Regions from separate parts of the Rattus norvegicus genome. Here region 2 is linked to region 1. The links are chromatin contacts, called in public Hi-C maps. All regions are on one chromosome and are shown on one strand. Each heading gives the region's core, a stretch centred on a gene start, on an enhancer-like site or on the middle of the called end of the contact. The rest is flanking DNA. Distances are from core to core; before and after follow the strand shown.

What was found. Hi-C and Micro-C count contacts between places; a contact is called where the count stands out from the background.
Region 2: a Hi-C map of liver shows a contact between it and region 1, with 4 times the contacts expected there. The contact joins the promoter of Bbof1 here to the enhancer-like site in region 1. A contact is called at or near these places in 2 of 12 Hi-C or Micro-C datasets (the Rat2 cell line and liver).

What each region holds. Positions count from the first base shown.
Region 1 is chr6:109,447,949-109,452,423 of GRCr8, forward strand. It overlaps LOC134479230 (a long non-coding RNA gene), which reads left to right. Exons shown (of 3, transcript XR_010052282.1): 3 at 1,701-2,191. Among named protein-coding and RNA genes, the nearest start is that of Acot6, 13 kb to the right of the region's middle. Within about 2 kb of position 1,778, at least 5 of the 93 cell types and tissues checked have an H3K27ac peak or open chromatin away from gene starts, as enhancers often do. A contact at or near this core is called in liver, where this site is marked.
Region 2 is chr6:109,783,949-109,788,423 of GRCr8, forward strand. Bbof1 (basal body orientation factor 1) reads left to right here and starts at 2,415. Exons shown (of 12, transcript NM_001395618.1): 1 at 2,415-2,611. The coding sequence starts at 2,562. It also overlaps a transcript of Entpd5 not described here.

The sequences.
Region 1 (4,475 bases), core at 528-3,027:
TTTTTGCCTCTCCCTGTGTGGATGAACAACCCCACATAAGTGGATTAAAAACCTTATACCCAGGGGTTGGGGATTTAGCTCAGTGGTAGAGCGCTTGCCTAGGAAGCGCAAGGCCCTGGGTTCGGTCCCCAGCTCCGGAAAAAAAAAAAAAAAAAAAAAAGAACCAAAAAAAAAAAAAAAAAACAAAAACAAAAACAAAAAACAAACAAACAAAAAAAAACCTTATACCCTCACGCCATTGCAGCGGTCACTTTGTCAATCTGTGCTCTGTGGGTGGCACTCCTAAGGTAGGGCTGCTTCGGGGTCTTATAACAAAGGGGATTTTGAGGACCTTTGGGAGTTAGGTCTACACTGCAGTGGGAAGTGTGTGTGCCCTTGGACTCTGTGGAGCTCTCAAGTGACCAGCATGCAATCATGGAACTCTGTGCCCTCCTGGGGTCTGCCTAGAGGGCCAACCTCTGTAGGGAAGCAAAGACTCAGCCTTTTGTCCCTTTTGGTGATCTGCATTGAAGAGCCCAGGCCTGTGAACAAGGCCTATGTAAGAAGGCCCAGGGGAAATGGTTGTATGCACTCCCTATCTTAGGACCATAGTCACTGCCCACGAGTGGGTCAGGCCAAGAACACTTCAAGACATCCTGCTGTAGCCTGGCTCTTAAATGTAGCCCCAAGAGAGACAGAGAAAAGATCTTGATAGTTCTAGACACTGTGATCTGGTTTTTAAGCAACTTGACTTAAGTAACTCAGCAACTTTTACTCAAAAGCCAACAACAACAAAAACCCTTGTCCTTAACTTTGATTCATCAGGACCTGAGTTGGAATTCAGATTTTGTAGCCTGGCTCTTGTGAGCTACAAAACACTTGACAGCTGACCCGCCCTAGGGCAGGAAAGATGTTTACAAAGCAATTGGCAAGCACTTAGGTTTACAACCAAACAAAGAAACATATTCAAGATGTGGCTCTCAGTGCAACGCTTGAGGAAGTGCTAACAGGTGCCTTGCACGTGTTTAACAAACAGCTTTTCCATTATGGGTGTTCACAGGGCTTCAAGGCAGAAAAATGCTCCTCCTTTTACTTCCTGAGGATTCAAAAACTTCTGTGCTCAATCAACATAAGAGAGTAAAACCTAAGATATGTTAATACAAAATTGTCATAATAAAAAAAAAGGGTTGGACTCATCCCTGTGCTAATGTGTGCTTGTAAATCCCTAAAGGTAGGTAACGCCCTTAGACCCGGGTAGACCTCAGCTGGATCAGATTGTCTTTTACTTACATTTGTGGTTCTCAACCTATGGGTCTCAACCCCTGTGAGGGCTTACCTAAGACCGTCGGATGTCAAACATCAACATTATGATTCATAACAGTAGCAAATTTACAGTTATAAAGTAGCAAAAAAATAATTCTATGGCTGGGGGAGGGGCACCATGAGTTTCAGAACCCAGAATAAAAGAATAAAAAAATAGAATTAAAAGACACAGGGTAAAATGTTTATGGCTACGACTGGGCATGGAGCTGCATTCCTTTAATCCCAGCATTCATTGTACGTGTTAGGAGACAGAGGCAGGCAGATCTTTGTGAGTTTGAGGTAAATGTGGTCTACATAGAAAGTTCCAGGACAGTCCGTCATAACTACACAGTGAGACGGGATTTTGATAGACACTTCATAGTCCCTCCTACAAATTACATGTGCACTTCCTTCTGTAGGGATGGATCTGCACACCCACAGGACAGCTCATCAAGTACACACGGCTGATGGTTTGTTGGCTCCGAGTTACCCTCAAGGCTAATCACCCACACACTGACTGGGGAAATTCGGGACTCGTGCCCCTGGAGCATGCAAACCATTCCCTGGCTACACAGAGCAAAGGTAATGAAGGAAAAGTGCAGTCTGAGACAAGGCAACCACACGGCCAGAGGGCAAGAATGACTACGATTGACTGACTACCTTTGCTCCCCATCCCTATATACCGTGATGGCTGAAGAGGAAGAGGAAGGCTGTTGAGGATGCCCATCCACTGAGCTCTCATAATGTCAACTCTCTGACTAATTCATACTTTAAAGAATCAATTCCTGTCTCTGCCTCTCACAGTCCCTGAGTGACAAGTTGCAAGGGCTCTGGTGCCTCAGTCTTTTTCTTCCTCTCTCTAAGGCTGCACTCTTGGCTGGACCTTTAGTAAATGCATGGGTCTCCAGTGTGTCAATGTTGGGTTTAATTTCAGGTTACTGAGCATGCAAGATAGAGGGAAAGAATTTTACCCTCCACTTCCAAAGACTGAAACTTTATTTCTATCTTTCCGTTGACCTGATTATAGTTTACTATGTTTATTATAGTAGCTTCAAGTCTTTGAAAGACCCTAGTTCTCATTGAAGTGTAAGAGCTATTAAGAGGCTTGGCCTGATAGAAAGTAGGTAGGTTATGGAGTTCCTGTGAAAGACCCTAAGGGCTTTCGAGAGCTTTACACCTACTGCCTCAGGTCAAGACTAGGCCAAGTTCCATTCTCTACCCACAGTTTTCAGGAGGAGCAGGGACATTCTTGAAAAACTGCAGAATGTACTGACTAATAGTCACCTGACCCTCTGGTCCCAGATAGAGTTCAAATTCATGCCATATGCTTGCTAGCCAATAGATTCAAAGGTCAATATGATTAGCCAATCAGTTTAAACAGTAACCTGGCTTTTTGTGGTTTGCTCTAGAGTTACTGTATTTTGATGTTAATTCCACTGTCCCAAGGACAGCTGCCTAGTCAAGGACTCAGAACTCAGGTGACTTCACCAGAACCACCTCTCTATTGAATTTGTAAAGTACTGGTGAAGGGCAGGTACAGGATAGAAGGAGGCCTGTCATTGGAGGAGAAGGAAGGATGGGCGGGAGAGAAGTTTGAAGGAAGAGGAGGAGACTAAGGGAGAGAGGAGAGAAAGGAGGGAGAGAGGGGCAGAGAAGCCATGGCAGGACAAGATGGCAGGTGACGTTAAGATTCTGTTCTGTGTATTTACAGGTTGTTATTAATGTTCTCAAGGAATGGATAGTACCAGGCTTTGTATGTTTAAGTGGGCAATTATATCTTACCAATTGGGTCAAAGGTTATTGTGTTGTGTGTTCTTTTATGTGAGGGTTTGAGTGTAGGAAAGTGCGCAGCTGGGGTGTGTTTCCGCCAAGACATGTAGCAGATATCTTGGGGCACTGTGGTGGGGACCTAGCGAGTAAAAGACAACTATACCCTTTTTACATTTATATTTTTACAACAACCCTGGCTGATTTAACCTGTATTCCTAAAAAGTATAAAAACTGCTTGTTAGGTCGCCTTCTAGTCACTCACCACAGGGGACTGATTGAAGATCGACATTGACGTGCCGGAAAATAAATCTCTTGCATTTGCATCGAACTCTGTCTTCCTGTCTCACTTGGGGGATCTCCCGGGAGTTAAGGGTCACTTTGAGCCTTACACCTCAGTCTTTTTGGTCCTCTCTGTAAGGCTGCACTGTTGACTGGGATCTTTTGTAAATGCATGAGTCTACAGTGTGCCAATGTTGGGTTTAGTTTCCGGTTACTGAGCATGCAGGATAGAGGGAAAGAATTTTACCCTCCACTTCCAAAGGCTGAAAACTTTATTTCTATCTTTCCCTTGAGTTTATTATAGTTTATTATGTTTATTATGCTTGCTTCAAGTCTTAAACTTCCCCTCACTTTCTCTTTCTATTTTTTGGGACTTCTGATTCAAAAGGAGAATAGAGCAAAGGGAACACATACACAATAAGCAGTGCCTTAGGGAACTGTGAGAGGCCCCAGGAGAAAAGGCAGAGGGCCTTTTACCTCAGGTGTATTTGGTTCCCTGGATTGTTCTTGGATATGATTTCATGACTCCTGTGACGAACATTTACATTGAACTTATAAGACATGTTTGTTCTTGCTGCTTGTTGGAACATCCAGTCTGGTAAAAGGATGTGTTGAGCGATGTCCTCAGTGTGCCCTGAATGGGAACGTGGCCTCTGCCTTGCTGTCATGCTTTCCAAGAGATAATCTATAGTAGGTGCCAGGCAACTGGGTTTAGTCTGTTCCAAGAAAGTTCTGGAAAGAGCTGCCCTGTTAATATTTAATATGTATTTACTGGCATTTATTTACATGTTTTCCTGAACTCAAACAACTTTCCTAGGGTCATTGCCTTCTTTGTTTCTTTCACGTATAAAAGTGCACTGAAACTGAAGCAGGACTGTAGTCTGCCCCATGCTCTCAGGTCTCGGTAGCAAACACCTAATGCTCTTGATATGTTGTCGTAAAATTATAAAAACTAAAATGCTGTCTTTTATCCCCCACTAGGTCTGGCACCACAGTGCCCCAAGATATCTGATAGATATCTTAATCTCAGTCAGCAAAGCATCTCACCCACTCTGCTCCACCCCATATCACACCGCCGAAGGCCTCTCTCTGAGCCTGGCAGCGATCTCTCTACCCATCCAGTTCCCAAGGCAGGTTTCCATGCC
Region 2 (4,475 bases), core at 1,165-3,664, 340 kb after region 1:
GTATTTATTTGTTTGTATTGTATTTATTTGTATATATACACATATATATCATATATACTATTTAATATACATGTATTTGTATACATATATATTAAAAACATAAATGCCAACAGTTTAATAAGAAAAGAAGCCATGAATCAGAAAGAGAGGAAGGGAGACAGAGAGAAAGGAAGACAGAGGGAAAGCAGGCAAGTACTATGGGGATACAGGGACTGGTTGCAGCTGAATGGAACAAAAAGAAGGGGGAATGGATGTTACTATATTTTAATTTTTTTAAAAAGTAGTTTTTGAGTATGGTTGTGAAATATCAATAAATTTAGGTAGACCTTGAAAAATTGATATATAGTTACATCCTAAGTTTTAATCTTAAAAAAAAATCAATTTATAAAACATTCACAAAAGAGTGATGAGCCCAGTTGGTGGTGGCACACACCTTTATCCCAGCACTCAGAAGGCAGAGATAGGCGGATCTCTGAGAGTTCTAGGTCAGCCTGGTCTACAGAGAGAGTTCCAGGACAACCAGGGCTACACATAAAGAAACACTGTCTCAAAGAAACACAAACAAATAAACAAAAACAACAAAAAAGAGTTGAGATGATATAATTTTATTATAATATCGAAAACATTATTTATGTTTGATAAAACACAGTAAATTATAAGTTCTTTAAAGCACTGTGCATAGCTAATGTGGTGGTGCACGCCTTGAATCCCAGCACTCCGGAGGCAGAGGCTGGCAGATGAGTTCAAGGGTAGCCTGGTCTACACCTTGAGATCTGGCCTCAAAAAAATAAAAATAAACAACAACAGCAACAACAGCAAAACAAAAACAAAACAAAACAAAAAACGGCCACCTAAGTCTGGTGGCCCACGCATTTAATCCCACCACTCGGGAGGCAGAAGCAGACTCATCTCTGTGATTTCCAGGGCAGCCTGGTCTACAGAGACAGCCAAGGCTCCGTGGAGGAATCCTGTTTTGAAAAAAAAAATTTAAAGTACTATACATATATTAAGAAGCAATCTTGTCAGGCTCCATCCACATCTTTAATTCCAGCACTCAGAGGCAAAGGATCTTTGAGAGTTCTAGCCCAGGGAAATACCTATAGTGAGGCTCGATCTCAAAAGAGTGTGAGGGTTTGGAGAGATGGGTCCAAGGTTAAGAGCACTGGATTATCTCCATCTTATCATCTAAGGGGAGGTACGTTATGTAGAGATGATTCTACTCGTGAGTTCATGGCAAGTCACACAGAGAGGGGAAATGCACCAGAAATAGAATCAAAATAAGCCATAGCCGCGCTAGCAGAAAGTTCCGTCGGGTTTTCAAGGTCTCTTAACAAATCTACTTGCTTACTCTAACCGCAAAATTTACAAACTACATAAACCACTACCACTAACTCGCCCCCTGGGGGGTGAGGTGGGGGAAAAAAGAAAAATTAGAGGTCAAAGACTTCACCTTATAGTTAAGGACTATAGAGAGAGGGAGGGGGTGTTCTAACAATGACACTTCAAATAGATGTTAAATGTAATTTGAATTGGAGGATAAAGCAGAACAGAGCTTCACTCCCAAGCCTCCTATTGACATGGCAGCCACAATACCTGTCTTCCGTAATGACTCACTCACTCTCAGTGAATGAAGGCATAATCACAGGGTTCCTCCTCTGGACAAACTAGAATACTGGAGTACTCCTCGGGAACCAGGGTGCGAGGCAAGCGCTTGCAACTTTATGCAACTTGCAGCAAATGGGACTTCAGTCACTAGAGGATGTGGGCGATGTTAGCTAACAGGAACCTGGCGGTCGGCTGGAGCTAAGCACCTGCCACCTCAGACACGGGGACGGACGATCCTCCCCGCCACACCGCTCCAGGCAGGGGAGCCCGAGTCTGAGCACCCGAGCCCGCTGACCCGCGGAGACTGACAGCCTCACCCAAGCCACCGCCCTCGGAAAGTCAACTGCCTCCCTGAAAGCGTTTGGCCTGGGATGTCCCCGGGTGCGCTGTCCTCCAGGGTGCCCGCGAGACAGAAACGAGGATGGAGGGGAGGTAAGCATGAGGCGGGCAGCGCGGGCGCCGCCGAGACAGAAGCAGGGATGAGGGCAGGACCGCCACGGTGGCCGCGCCAGAGGCTTGGAAGATCCGCCGGCCAGACTGGAAGCGCTTCAAGCCCCAGAGGCGCCGCTCCGACGCGCGCTAGCCGGTCGGAGAGCCGCCGGCAATGGAGCCTCAGCAGGCGCGAGGCAAGTCTCTGGAGGATAAGACGCCGCAGCTCCGCGACCGACTCCCGCCCCTCCCGAGCTCCCGGCCTCCCGCCCGGCTCCAACCCGGGGAGCGCCGCCGAGGCTCGTGCACACTCACCGCGCGCGCCGCCCTGGCGCGGACGCCCGCCGCCTCCGAGCGATCTCCGCCCCGCCCCTCGCCGCGGTCACGTCACGCGCGTGCGCTCTCCGCGTGCCCTCAACGGCGCGGAGGACGTTAGCCCTTCGGCGTGGTGGTTTCCTTAGAGACGGAGTCGGCCCAGGTGGCGGCCACCAGGAGACCGGCACCGTGAGACTCCTGGAGAAGTCAAAATGCCGGCAAAGGACAAGAGGAAAGTCAAAAACAAAGAGCAAGATCAAAAGTAAGAGCAGCGGCGACGCCAAGGTCCCCATTCCCCCTGCCTACCCTTGGCATTTTGAAGCGCTAACTGGCTGCCTCTGTCAGGCTTTTGTGGACAGCTCCTGTTGTTCATTCTTTACTGGTCCTAGGATCTGAGAGATCTCCACTGTGAGACTGATAAGAATTGGTGTAGTTGTATTCGAGCTCTTGTCTGAGTGGTTAAAGTTGTTTCTTGGGTCTCTCAGGAATCCTTTTTGGATCAAAGGAAGCACGCGAAATGATTTGACCAGACCGATCAGAACACACATTCGCTCACTCATTCACTCACTGTACGGCTCTAGAGCTAACTCCATGGCGCTTTGGAGTTGCTGCTAGAACGTCAGCAGAATTACTGGGCTACCGGATCATTCTTCAAGACTTTGGAGTCCCACAAAGAGTTCAACCCCATAGATTAGAACTGCAAAGGAATCCCTTAAACTTGTGATTGTAAAGTGAATTCTCTGGAGAAAAGTTTAGTAACACACACCTATGGTCGGTCCCACTGCTGTGGAGGCTGACAGATCACAGGCAGCACGACATAGGGATACCTTGTCTTTAAAAACAAGTGATAGGGTGCTTGTGTGCAGGGTCCTAGGTACCATCTTCCGCAAAGTAACTTAAAAGAGTAACTTTATATTCAGTGCAGAAATCTTCTGAGATATGGAAAGCACTAGAGAAGAAAGAAAACCACCTGTCATCTACCATCCATAGTTAACCACTACTATCATTTTTCTATATACTTTTTCCTGTGTAAGTTGATACATTTGTAGACCCCTCCCCCACCCCGAAAATTAAATTTAGGGCGTCCTGATACCCAAGTGTTCTCCCACTTGCTTCTATTAACATATATTCTGCAAGATGACTAAGAAAACAAAATATGGACTAAAGAGATGTCTCAGTGACTGATAGCACTGACTACTCTTCCGGAGGTCCTGAGTTCAATTCCCAGCAACCACATGGTGGCTCACAACCATCTGTAATGAGATCTGATGCCCTCTTCTGGTGTGTCTGAAGACAGCTACAGTGTGCTCATATTTATAAAATAATAAATAAATCTTAGGAAAATAAAATAAAATATAACTTCTCTAACACATTCTACAAATTGCCAAGGGCTTAACACATTCTTGCAACTCACAGCCATGTTTTGATTTTTGGTTCTCCATCTCCAGTGGGAATCAATAATACACTTTGTATTCCTTGAATGTTCCAGGGGTCATTGTTTGAGAAACTACTTTGTTTCTCCAGTAACTTAGTGGTCTTTTTCTTAGAGACATCTGATTGCATAAGTCTTCTTGATACTTTCGGGTAACAATGGGAGTCTGTAGGAAGGCATCCATTACTAGTGTCTAATTCCTACTGGAAAGGGACAGCAGCTGCTAGGTCAGGCTGGAAAATTGCAAATGGAGCTGGCCTGAATGTGAAGAGAACAAAAGGTAGGTGTGCAAAGGGACTAAAACTCAGGAGTTGAGAGGTTAGGAAAGGTACAGTGTAAGGAAAGATCTGCTTATGCACTTGCAGGAGACTGTATAGAATCCAAATAGAGGTGAAATGCCTAATGCATTTACACAGCTGGTGTCTGTTGTACCACAGTGTTTTCTTAATGCTGGTGCAATCTAAATTTCCAAGGACCTCACCTTTTGAATCCATCCTTTTAGTGTTATATTCTAGGGATCAAACCTAGGGTCTGATGTATGCTTGCCATGCACTCTGCGTCTACCTGATGTATGAATGAGTACCATACACTTTACTTCTACCTGACGCATGAGTACCATGCAGTGTACTTCGACCTGATGCACGTGTACTGTACACTCTGCTTCTACCTGTCTACATCCCCAAGGTCTTACTTC